Linked DNA regions of Hordeum vulgare: all the other regions are linked to region 3. Evidence: chromatin contacts called from public Hi-C data. All regions are on one chromosome and are shown on one strand. The core of a region is the stretch at or near the end of the contact, and the rest is flanking DNA. Distances in the headings are between cores, read along the strand shown.

Region 1 (4,669 bases), core at 175-2,674, 960 kb after region 3:
TGAAGTACTGGTATATACTCCCTCCATTCCTAAATATAATTCTTTTTAAAGGTTCCACTAAGGAATTACATACAAATGTATATATACATACTTTAAACTATAAATTAACTCATTTTACTCTGTATGTAGTCAATTAGTAAAATCTCTTAAAAAACTTATATTTAAGAACGGAGGAAGTATTTGTCATGGCTAGGCAGTTGGGAGCGTGTGAGGTCACACGATTTGACAGGGTTGTCTGTCAGTCTGTCATGCTAAAGAAACCAACAATATTGTTTTAGCCATGTATAACGTTAGGGATAGAATGATCTTTTCGCACAACACTTAGCATCGTTAATGGTCAAAATAGACGAAAGTGGGCCAAATTTTACATTGGATGTCAAATACGGGAAATAATTTTTTTGGGCCAAATAAAGAAGCAAACTTTAAAAATGGACCAAATAAGGAATTCTCTCAAAAAGATTAAGGAGGAGATTATAACAGAAGACGTGCAAACTCACTTACATGCTGCTCCCAAGTGCTGTAGATTGCATCGTCCGGGACTGGCTTGCGAAAAATGGTCAATTTGGCAGTTTTCCTGCATATAGGGCTAGAGATGTTTTATGCTGCGTGCAATACAGGTCAAACAGTGAATGCATACCATCAAACGCTAAAATCTCATACCGCACGGTGTCTAGTTGGGCCTCAGACAACCACACATGGCCTTGAAATTGAAAGGAAGATCCCATATGGATGGACACAAAAATGTTTGGAACCTTGTTCTGTCATTGTCACTCCTAGTAGAAAAATGAAAAAACACGTTTGTTATGTCATCGTCACTGCTAGAAATAGAGAAAAACATATCCCTTCGTTCCTAAATACTTTCTCCGTTCCTAAATATAAGACCTTTTAAAAATTCTACTATGGACTATATACGGAGCAAAATGAATGAACCTATGTTCTAAAATATGTTTATATACATCCGTATGTAGTCCATAATGTAATCTCTAAAAGGTCTTATATTTAGGAACGGAGGGAGTATAAGTCTTTTAGACTATTTCACTAGGGGTCTACATACGAAGCAAAATTATTAAATGTACACTCTAAAGTATGTCTATATACATCCATATCTAGTTTATTACTGAAATGTCTAAAAAGACTTATATTTAAAAACGGAGGGAGTACTTGCTACAACCAACGACAACTAATGTGGAAGAAGTATATGGAAGAGTGCCATTGACACCATCACTCAAGACTGTCGGTTCTGAATTTTCCAACAATATCGTATAATAAATCTTATACTAGTGGGAGTGAGCAAGTGAGCTTGGAACTGTCGGTCCGTTTGCTTTGCTAGATTTCAAAGCCTAACAAACTGTGATGTTGGAAGGTTGTTCATGCGTGTCACGCGATATATCAACTAGCTCATATAGACGCCCCATCCCATTGGTAAGTGCCTTCTTACGAAAGCCACTACAGGATCACGACAACAGATAGATACTGGACCAGAGACAGAACAGAGACAACTTGCAATTCTCACCAGCAGAACGAGGAGGCGGCCACGTTCTGCTTTGTTGGTTGCCGGTGTGGCGGCAGGAAACGGGAGAAACCCCGGATCGATGCTTGAAATGTACTGTAGTTATTTATGCTACTCCTAATAATGGTGGCGTCGGGCAGAGTAAAATCTCATGGCTCCATCTCTTTCAGCTGTGGCCATTGCGGCCTCGTTAGAGCACCTACAGCCGGTCACCCAAACCCGTTCCAAATGTCCAAAGGGATGATTCATTAATGACCGGTCATAAAAATGTAATTTAAGTAGACGCTTTTAACGGTTTTAAATATTTGAATTGACCTACATCCCTCATATCCAGTTTAAATATAAGAGGATATGTGGAGGTACGAGCATGACTGGACGCGTCGGTCACGTTGGACTCGGCCCATGCTGGCCCACCCGATGCCTTATATATTTGTTTTGATCCTCTTTCCGGACCAACCCTACCCATTTCACTTCACTCCCCACCACTCCACTCCGCCATCCAAGCTTCCGTTCGGTGATCCACGGCCTTCTCCGGCACGACGGACAACGGATCCGAGTCCTACACCTCCAGATCCGCCGACCATGATCTCATTCCACGTGGTCCCGATGAGGAGATGGCCGTTTGGCTTGCGCTCCGCCGCTCCCAGGTGGTGGCCGCCCGACGGCAGCGCTCAAACTCCTTTCATCGAAAATCCATTGTTTTGGCCCAACAGGTGCATGGATCATCCATCGCTGCCTTACTGGAGGCGGTGCAGACCGTGTGGTGTCTGAACGCAAAGGCATACACGCAACCCCTATGTTAGCGCACTGAGCTAGAAGACGCGCCATGTGCGTCTTCTGACGCAAACATGGCGCAACGTGTCCACTGTGCGAGGCAACAGGGATGGGAGGGGCGGAAGCCCTTACGGCGATTGACATTGGCGAGGCGGAATCGCATTCTCCAACGCCCATATGGTGAATTAGTGCGTGTGCCATGAACGTGTCATGGTGGACGTCGACTTCCCCAGGAAAGATGCATCATCGATCTCACGTCCATCGGTACCGTCTGTGTTGCGAGCTCCGACGAGAAAAATAGGGCATGAGAGACAACGGGAGCTTGACCCGTGATCCGTCTAGTGTCCCATATCCTACTCTACCTCATTGGCGACCGGACCAACACTCTGGGGAGTGCAGTCGGCCTCTGGACATGGGCACGATGGAGGTGGACGAGCTCCGCTTAAATATAATTTTACGTTGCATGTAATAGTATAGATTTGTGGTTTCTAATTTGAGGTATCGAGTTGTAAAATGCATTATTTGAGGCTTGACAGGTCACTGTCTGCGCCCCGGACGTTTGAGGGGTCGGATTTGCCAAGTTCCTTTGTAGATGTTCTTAGTGAGGCAATGTATTGGTGTTTGCATTCCAAAGATCAACCAATCTTTATCCAATCAATGGTGTTTGCATCGGTCTCGGTGCTAAATCCAACATATTTTAATCTAGGTGTCTTGGAGCCATGGTAACATGGACATAAAAAATTACCTAGGTTTTCGGGGTCACTCTAAGAAATAATATCCTAAATCCTGTTTTTGATTGTATTGCTATGGGGTACAGTAGAATGTACATGTATCAACCACAAGATTTTATGTGTATGAATCTATCGAATATTAGATGTAATGATCTATTGACTAGCATGTCCTCAGTTTATATAATCCACCGGAGGCTCATGGTTTGGAAGAGTGCTTGTCTTGTGCGTCAAGTTTTATTGAATCTTCCTTGTATGCTTCAAGGGCTGTCCGAAGTAGCCCATTAGTGAACCGCCATGGAGGTCCACGGCCCGACCCACCTGGTCGGGAGATGATGTAGTGAGTACCCCCTAATCCAAGACTTCATGAGTAGCCCCTTAAACCGGTCTTCAAGTGGTGACGCTCCCCGTTCTTCCAAACTATTCTTTGTCTTTGTTCTTGATAGCTGGTTCAAAAAATCTTCTCGTCTTCGATCTCGAGGATTGCTAAAGTGTATCTTGAGATTTTACATGTCGGTCATCCGAGGAGCCCCTTTAAGATCCTGACCTTTACAAATGTTTTGTTATTTTCATGCCATACGTTGGGTTTCAAGTTTTTATCGAGTGACGGTGTCCTCTTGCAGCCAAGCTCTAACGCTGAACTTCATTTGAGGTGTCTTCTTATAGCCGAGCTCCAACATTGGTCTGTATCTGACGTTCGTAGATTACTATGGTGTTGAAAAAGTTAAAGGAGTTCAGCCGAGCTTGATGCCGCACAAATCCTGTGTGGAGCCAACCACTCATATCCAAGCTTTATGCTGGACATCTTCCGAGGTGTGCACCACCTCAGTCTTGGGCTGATTTTTGGCAGATATTTTCGATTGGTGCAATTTATTCTGTGCCAAGATGTATAGCCAGTAGCCCTCAAGGTGTGTACCACCTAAAGTCCAGGATGCACCTGAAGGATAAAATAAAACTACGGATCCCAGTATCCCTTGAGACCCATGTCGATTCGCGAATTCGGCCTGATGATCGATTCCTTGCTCGACAACATAATTTAGGAATAGAAAGCGTTGTGTAGTAGCCCCAGAGACTCAGGATCGGGTGCAGCGACCAACTTGAGGATTGTAATCTCCTCAGAAACCGCAGTGCACTTTTAAATTGTTTGCATTGAACCGTCAAATAAGTAGCACCCAAGACATGGGTTGGGCAACAAGGTCGACCATAGGATCGTATCTCCTCGGGAACTAGTCTAGAAATCGTGTCCGTTTTACGAACGTCGAGGTGAAGTGATGTCTACTACACAACTTGTTCTTGTAGACTCGTGTTGGGCCTCAAAGCGGAGAGTTTTGTAGGACAGTAGCAAATTTCCCTCAAGTGGATGACCTAAGGTTTATCAATTCGTGGGAGACGTAGGATGAAGATGGTATTTCTCAAACAACTCTACAATAAAATAATAAAAAGTCGCTTGTGTCCCCAACACACTCAATGCGATGGTAAATTGTATATGTGCACTAGTTCGGTGAAGAGATGGTGACACAAGTGTCATATGGATGGTAGAATGATAATTTTATAATCTGAATAAATAAAAACAACAAGGTAGCAATTTATAATATGTAGCACAAATGGTATTGCAATGCTTGAAAACAATGCCTAGGGTCCTTACTTTCGCTAGTGC
Region 2 (4,361 bases), core at 523-3,022, 740 kb after region 3:
TTGGAAAAATGTTAAGTTTTTATCTTGTCAAGTAGTCTAATCACCTCCTCTAGACATACTTTCTATCCTACACCCTCTAACACATGATGTTGTTCGTGGGGATGTGCATCCGTTTCTATCATTTTCAATCGCTCGCACCATGCACTAACCACCCCACCCGCCTCACCACATGTGCTCAATTACATCATCTTCACTCTTTTCTTCTTCTATTTTTTAGTTGCATTTATATTTTTGGTTCATTTTTTAAAATTTTTCTTTTCCTCAAACTGAACAGAGTTTTGAAAAAAATTGATGGACTTTTCTCAAAACCGACGATTTCTTTTAAAAAAACCCGATGATTTTTTTTCAAATTCAATGATCATTTTCCCAAATTGATGTTTTTTTTCAAATTTGATGATTTGTTTTTCAAAATCCATCATTTTTTTAAATTTGTGACCTAATTTTCAGAATAAATGGAACTTTTTTCAAATTTGGTGAGCTTATTTTCAAAATTTAAGAACTTTTGTCAAAATTCGTGATTGTTTTCAAATTGGATGAAAAATTTCAAAATCTATGAACATTTTGAAATGTCAGTTGTTTGTGATTTTTTTAATTGTTTTCTTTTTTATGAGTCAACAGTTGACCAGTACCGCGACTGTTCAAACAACGCTCTAGCGATCGAGCGACCAAACGGAGCGACCAAATAATAGCATATCTGAAATCTTCACTTTTTTCTGAGCGATTTTCATATATAACATGTTAGATTTGAAGTTAGGACTTAAATGATATGAATGTTTTAAAAACATTTGAATTTACACAAAAAATAAAGCAATAGGAAAGGAAAAACAGGAAAGTAACATGCAAAATAATAGCATATTTGAAATCTTCAGTTTTTTCTGAACGATTTTCATATATAACATGTTAGATTTGAAGTTAGGATTTAAATGATATGAATGTTTTAAAAGCATTTGAATTTACACAAAAAATAAAGCAATAGGAAAGGAAAAACAGGAAAGTAACATGCAAAATAATAGCATATTTGAAATCTTCACTTTTTTCTGAGTGATTTTCATATATAGCATGTTAGATTTGAAGTTAGGATTTAAAAGATATGAATATTTTAAAAGCATTTGAATTTACACAAAAAATGAAGCAATATGAAAAGAAAAACACACCGATGCTAGAGTCGAACTCAGGTCTGCTAGTGGTGCAGCAAACTCTCGGTGCGTCTGCCACTCGGCTAGGTACATGAATGTGCTGAAACAGATGTGGAACTTTATATATACCAGAGTCTTAAAAAGGAAATGTGGGTTGAATACACAAAATGTCAGAGGCTTTTTTGCAAAACCGCCATGACGGACGGCAGAAGCGTTGCACGCTTTATTATTAGGGGAGATGTTTAAAAAATAATTTATTTATTAAGCATCTTTTCTAAGCACCTTGAATTGTACTCCATCCGTTCCTAAATATAAGTCTTTTTAGCAATTTCATTAGAGGGCTAAATACGGAGCAAAATGAATGAATCTACACTCTATAATATGTCTATATACATTCGCTTTTAGTCCCCTAATGAAACCTATAAAAAGACTTATATTCAGAAACTCGGAGGGGGTACAATGCCCTTTTTTTTTAGATCAATTGTACAATGCGTATGCCGGCGCCTGAAGCGTTAACTAGGAACACCCAGGTGCGAGGTAGCCCATGTTCGGCTTAGGCCCATGTAGATCGGCCTCTTACACTCACCTACGGGCCACGTCTTTTGTTTTTCAAGGGAATGTGCGGGCCACGTCTTTGAGACCCCCATCTGCGCAGAACTACGATACAGATCCATCTCCCGATCTGAGCCGCGTAAAACCCTAGCTGTCTCCAAATTCGCCACCCGCACCGCCGCCACCTCCATGGACTCTTCCGTGGCTGCCGATGCCGTCAACGCAGAGGCCTCCGCCCCCGCTGCCGCTTCAATGGAACCTTCCGCGGCTCCCGAGGCCTCCAACAGAGCCTCCTCCTCCGCTGCCGCCGCCGAAGACCTCGTGGGGGGCGTGGCGGGATTGAGCCTGGACGAGCGGTTCGACTTGCTGATGAGCATCGGCGAGGAGTGCATTCAGCCCGACGAGCTCAAGCGGCTGCTGCAGAACAAGCCCGTCCCTATCTGCTACGACGGGTTCGAGCCCTCCGGCCGCATGCACATCGCCCAGGTTCGACGGGAACTTAATGCCTTACTCTCTTCTAACTTCGGATAGAATGTGCGACTCGGGCAGGAAGTGTTATTGGACAGGAATTTCGTATTTCAACTAACATCGGTCCCAAAATTTCCGAGTGCATATGACTATCAAGTGTGTTGTTACTATCATGTTGATGTCGTGATATGTGTCTACAATAGTACTCTACTTGACGAGCAGCTAATTTAATACCCAAACAAGAGAGGTCATCACTTGGCATGGTATCACCTAGCTGGATGCTTACACTCGATGTATGCCTAGCCTACTTATTTCTGCTATGCAAAAACTAGGGAGTAGTCGAATTTTGGGTGGAAATGGATTGGATGCAGACCGGATAGTGCTCTTACCACTTCCGTTTCCATATTTTCAAAACGAATACAAATGCGTATACGGATGTTATCGGATACGGATGCAGCTCAGATGTTATTCGAATACGGATCCGTATCGGATGTTTGCTTGATTCGGAACGGATAATAGGGATATATTGCTTAAGTAAATTAGTCAATAGCTATGTGACATGAAATAATCAACTTGTGACATAAGATAAGTCAATGATAAATAGGCTTATCAATAAATACTATTGTAACGCATAATAATTTCGAAGTTTAATCATACAAAGAGTAAAATTTAACCATTCATTTGGCTTTTATGTTTGATAATTAGAGTATTGGTGCTAGCATTTTGAAAATTACCTCCCTGCATTTTTATTCGGATACGGATATATCTACTTCCATATCCATATTTGTGTCAAAATCTCATACCATTTTTTATTATTTGTTAAATAAATTCGGATACGGATAATTTCCATTTTGATTCGGATGCGGATGTTTCAGTACGAATAGGCATTTTCTTAAATACGAACATCGGATATTTCGGATTATCCAGTGTCGCTTTCCACCTATAAATTTAGATTTTCTTTTAAACTCTTGCTCATTATGTGCAATTGTGCATCAGATTGGTTAAATAGCATGTACTTATTATTGATGTCTGGGTGGTTATATTTGTGCTTGTAGTTATCGGTTAAAATGCTTGAGTCGTTGAAGAAAAAAAACCCAAAAGAGAAGTGTTAGTTCAGAGAATGAAAAGAGAGTGCGCAAAAAAGAGCATAATAAAACTAGAAAGAAGTCGGTGACGAAAGCTCCTGAAAATAAGGAGCACTATCCTGATTCGTTCTGTATGGGTGCGCCAGTTGGTTTTGGTTATAATACCCAGCCTTGATTTATCTGTCAAATGAGTAAGATTAGTGAGTTCACTCCCATTTTTCATTATTTTGTTGTTCCATAAGATTAATATAAGAATAGAACACCCTAGTATAAATGTTAATCTTACATGTGCCTTTACCAATGCTCGGTGTGCTTCCACAGTTATGATGCCAGTACAACACATTATGGAAATGGTTACTTTAGTGATGCAGGAGACCAGTATGCCCAAACTGTTTCAGATTGCAAGATCTGAGAGGACTTGCTGGTGATAGACATTCTCATGTATTGTATTCACAGGGTGTTGTGAAGACAATTAATGTTAACAAGATGATCAGAGCGGGATGCAAAGTGAAAATCTGGATAGCAGACTGGTTTGCACAGCTAAACAACAAAATGGGTGGTGATCTGAAAAAAATCCAGACTGTCGGGCGCTACATGATTGAAATATGGAAAGCAGCTGGTATGAACCTTGATGGCGTTGAATTCTTATGGTCTTCAGAGGAAATTAACAGGTGTGCAAATGAATACTGGCCACTTGTAATGGACATTGGCAGGAAAAATAATATCAAAAGAATAACGAGGTACGGCCATTTAGATTGCAAATGCATCCAGATGATTATTGACTTGAAAAGTCTGAACTCAAACATAATTTAGTTATCTCATTTTTCCTTACTTCACAGGTGTTGTACGATTATGGGTCGCTCTGACAACGAGGAATTGACTGCTGCACAGATCTTCTATCCTTGTATGCAGTGTGCTGATATATTCTTCCTGAAGGTTAGTATATTTATATTGCAGACATCCCTCTGTAAAATTGAAGTTTAACTATTCACATAATGTAAATAAGGTTATTGGTACTTTTTTATTCCACTTGATATTGTATGGTGGTATACCTTTATTCTAGATTTCTCGATTATCATTGATTCTCTCTAATCTGTTTCTGTTTGTAGGCAGACATATG
Region 3 (4,260 bases), core at 1,644-4,143:
TGGACAGGATGATCCATGAACCACCCTGAAATTTTCACATAGTCTATATATCATAGAGAAAAATAGAAAAACTATATTTCTATTAAGAATTACATTGTTGGACCACCCTGCCATGTTGGGCTGGATCCGCCACTGCCTTGGCCATGCCCAGATTTACCACCGGCACATTTGCATTGGAGGTGTGGTATCGTCGAAGTGTCTACGAATGTTAGATTTTGGTGGTACTGTTTCTTTTGCCACATTGATCTGCGACTTGCGCCATTCGGGCTTTGACGGGTTTGCTTGGTTCCTGGCCAGCTCTTTTGTTTTTATACCCGTCATGCTAGATTATGAGTCAATGAAAAGGGCCCTTTATCTAAGACAACCGATTTTCTATTATTATTTTTCGCAGAAACACCAAAATAGAACAATTACAGAAAGCACGGCACAATCAAACATGGTCTATTTCAAAGGCTATGGTCATGCGAGTGAAAAGTGGGTAATCTAAAGCTTTAACTGTTGGATCTGATCACCAGTGCTGAAGCCTGAAGCAGCATATAAACGTATATCCATACCCTTCAGGTAACCGAAGGATGGTGGTGCATGACTCCAGCTGTTCAGAATCATATATCTGGTATAACTCGGGTATCTTTGAAAGGTTTCGTGGTGTCCCTGCTTCATTTCCGGGCTTCGAAGTCATCGTCAACATCATATGCGGGGTTGCATAAGCACCTAAATAGCCTGCCAATTCCCTGTACAACAACATTATTGAACTTATCTCACTAAACATAATTGAATGTGCAACGCATACATATGTTTGTATGATTGTTGAAAATTTGCCTGAGTAAGCGCAGGAGTCCGATATGTCACTGCCCGTGATGCCTCCTCGTCTGAACTTTCATCTGAGCTGCTGTCATCATCGAGAACGGTTGGCTTTGATGGCCCTGGTAATGCCTCCTTTTCTCTCTATTCTCGTTCCAGTTGATCAAAGATGGAATTCATGAAATATACTCAGTTCAGGTTTGTTTATTCACACATGTACCTCCTGGAATTGTCCAAAAGAAAACGTCAAATAATGTAGTACCTGAAATATTTTTCCGAGATTTCTCAAGGCCATTGCACGGGCTTTAAGATCCTCTTTCTTGACATTATTTTCATGCAACACCTGAGAAGAAGTCAAAAACTTGTCAAATCATATTTATGTTCAGAAACAAATTAATATGGGAGTATTTCAGTAAAGAAGACGCGCATACCATTTCACAGACATGCAAGAGCGTGACTTCAATATCCACAACGTTGAGCTTCCAGATTGAGCTCATCATCAGGTCCTTGTTCATTCTCATCTGCATGTCGACGTCCTTCTCGGTGGCAGCACCGCCGTCCTTGGCGCTCTGCCGGCATGCCTCCTCTTGCAGCTGCAGCAGCTGCAGAGCTCCTGCATTGTTCTCTTCGCCCCTTAATCAGTCGGCAACTTCAACCATCACAACCATGGCAACCATTGCGAATGTTTTCACCTTTGGCTGCTGTGATCTGTGACCTCCAGAGGTGGCCCTTGTTCCTCACCCACTCGGTCAGGAATGGAACTCCCAGGTACATGGCCTTCTTGCCAAGCTCCTTGGCGGCTTGTCGGGAGTAAACGTACCCTATGGTGCGACGAATGTCTAGCGCATATGCTGTAAGCAGAAACCATTACACAAAGATTCAGATGAAAACCATGGAGGGAACAAGACAACTGTACTAGAGTACTACGTAGTTCGTAGGGATCATCATACTGACAAGTGCTGGAAAGCCTTTTGGCCTCAGATTCGGCACGATGAGCGAATCCCTCCGTGTCGCCGCTGACATACTGCGAGAGGAACTTGTTGAGGAACCTAGCTAGCTTCTCTTCTCGTTCCCTTTGTACACCCTTCATCGCAGCAGTGTTTTTTTAGAGTGCGGTAAAAAACATGATATGTGCACGTTTTGGGCAGCCGGAGCTATGTGCCTACCTTGAGCCTGTCCTGGAGCTTCTCGGCGTTGTTGTTGTAGCCACTGGCCATCTCTGAGGAAGCCATTGTTGCCATTGCAAGATGTCCAACGTAGTCCTCGAACAGCTCGCTCCCGAACAGGAGGGTGAAGACCAGAGCACCATCCAGAATGTTGTCCCTGAAAAACACAGAAATATATTGTCAGAGTGAGGCTTGAATTACTGCTCCCGAACCGAGTTTCATCTGGGATGGGAATGGGATCAACTGGGGAAGGGCAGACACCTGGATATGCTACTCTTGCCATAGCCATCATAGGCCTTTCTCTGCAAAGGGTCGCTCAGGACCTGGTAGGCCTCTCCAAGAGCCTGCATACATAGTACCATAACAACAAGAAGAAGCTCAACACCCACCCACCAAAGGAATCAAACCAACCGATCCTGCTACAATATCGACTTGAGTCGAACCAGATGTGGCGAGAACCTGAAACTTGTCGGACGCCTGCGGATCGTCGGGGTTCTTGTCAGGGTGCACCTGCCTCGCCTGAAGACAGGACAGGAAACGAAACCTCCAAATCAGCAAGCTAGCGGAAAGCGACAATGTGCTGGGCAGGCAGGAAAAACGGGGACCTTGATGTAGTAGGCCTTGCGGATCTCGTCGTCCGAGGCGGCGGGGCTGACGCCGAGCGCGTCGTAGTACTCGGTCTCCTTCGCCATGGCGGCAGCCGCTCCCTGTCAAAGAAGAACACTCCCGGAACGGAACAGGAAACCACCAGAGCAGAGCATGGAATGGAAGGGAGCACGACGAACCACGGAGTGGTGGTCTGGTGGAGGAAGAATGAGTAAAGGAAACCCGCATCATCACCATTCATTGCGCAACGAGGTGGGGAGCCACCCCAAACAGGCCAGCGGGCCATCTTTTATCTTTCCAGTGACGCACAGCGCGGCGCGGCCGGGGGGAGCATTAAACTAATCGCCGGGCGGCAGTGGTGGTCGAATGGAACGTGGCACTGCGTTTTCCTTTCTACATGTCCCTTCTTTCTACGGGGAGCAACGGATCAAGAGTTCATTTTACTCTTAATTCATGTATCTTTGCTTGTGTCCCCAGTTAGATCAGAACTTACTTCCAAACGAGGGATAAACGTTATAATCACATCTTTTTTCGGATAAAAAGGAGTTTTATTCCATACTTATGGTGTTACGGTCGAGAGGCAAAAGTTTCATGATACAACGCGGTCACTGGTCTAACCACATAACCGTGATATATTTTAAGCGACTATGCTTGACCAAACAATCTGTCACATTATTTTGTTCATGACAAAGTTTTTAAGAAATAAACTCCATATTCTCGGTGTTGCTTTTATCTCCGCCACTACATAACCATATCAAAGCGAGAGAGACCATTAGAAGATAAACTTGTAAGTGCCTCAGTAGAATCCGACTGAATGATGACTCGTAGGGAGGTATTTTGTGCAGCCGGTGTTATAACATGCATGATCACGCACAGCTCCACCTTCAAAGAGTCATTATAATTGGAAATATACCAGCAAACTGCAAAAATGACTATGCCGTCGTGCTTCCTAGGAATCATGCCCACCATTATGTACCCTCCGAGAATGAGCAATCCATCAAAAGGGCCACCTACCCCAACGGCAGTGCCAGCCATTGAGGGTCCGTGTACACGTAGAGGGATTTGGTGTCGACGGCCTCGAAGCCTCGTAGGCCGGCATCTTACCATCCAGAATATCGACAGTGCTATACTTCCAGGCATCACCAATTGATTTGTAATAGTTGTCCAAGAAGATCATTGTCACAAGCGCATGTGGGATCTCCTTACCATGGACCAAATCATTATGTAATTGTCAAACACGCCATATAAGCATGATTACCATATCTCGAGAGACCTCAAAACAAATCGACAAACATTCAGAAGCCATTCCTTGCCACAGTCCACCAGGTGCTCATTCGCGGTTAGCGGCCCATCTAATAGAAAAGGCATCAAGATAAAAGAAGTAAATTGTTCCTACTTTTGAAACACAGGATTGGGACAGTTGTAAATATAGGTGAACACTAGAATTAAGATAAGACATGATAAGATAGGATTAGTGTCTCGACACTCGCACAAGGTTTGTACGGTTCACCATGCCTCTAGTACGCCATCTATGGTCTCTAAAACCCCACGCTTGCCTTTGGGACAACACAACTAAATCCAGTTCAACAATGTAGTTAATACATTCTCTTTTTTCAAAGAGAAGGTTGAAAACCCTCGACCTCTACATCATTGTGACGCATGCACCCATCTGTACTAAAGTTGATGC

What was found. A called contact is a pair of places that touch in the nucleus more often than the background predicts.
Region 1: a Hi-C map of leaf shows a contact between it and region 3, with 4 times the contacts expected there. The contact joins the enhancer-like site here to the promoter of LOC123407535 in region 3.
Region 2: a contact with region 3 is called in a Hi-C map of seedling, with 4 times the contacts expected there. The contact joins the promoter of LOC123407602 here to the promoter of LOC123407535 in region 3. A contact is called at or near these places in 2 of 6 Hi-C or Micro-C datasets (leaf and seedling) and 1 of 1 datasets of contacts at active chromatin or transcription factors (embryo).

What each region holds. Positions count from the first base shown.
Region 1 is chr7H:394,078,461-394,083,129 of MorexV3_pseudomolecules_assembly, reverse strand. No RefSeq gene overlaps it. Among protein-coding and RNA genes, the nearest start is that of LOC123409847, 15 kb to the left of the region's middle. Within about 2 kb of position 1,424, at least 3 of the 3 cell types and tissues checked have open chromatin away from gene starts, as enhancers often do. A contact at or near this core is called in leaf, where this site is marked.
Region 2 is chr7H:394,292,969-394,297,329 of MorexV3_pseudomolecules_assembly, reverse strand. It overlaps LOC123407602 (tyrosine--tRNA ligase 1, cytoplasmic-like), which reads left to right and starts at 1,772. Exons shown (of 9, transcript XM_045100766.1): 1 at 1,772-2,174; 2 at 3,698-3,981; 3 at 4,081-4,177; 4 at 4,351-4,361. The coding sequence starts at 1,878.
Region 3 is chr7H:395,039,089-395,043,348 of MorexV3_pseudomolecules_assembly, reverse strand. It overlaps LOC123407535 (chaperone protein dnaJ 10), which reads right to left and starts at 2,893. Exons shown (of 10, transcript XM_045100699.1): 1 at 2,573-2,893; 2 at 2,411-2,486; 3 at 2,229-2,311; 4 at 1,968-2,124; 5 at 1,756-1,885; 6 at 1,494-1,652; 7 at 1,233-1,414; 8 at 1,064-1,144; 9 at 820-945; 10 at 357-731. The coding sequence starts at 2,859. The coding sequence ends at 657.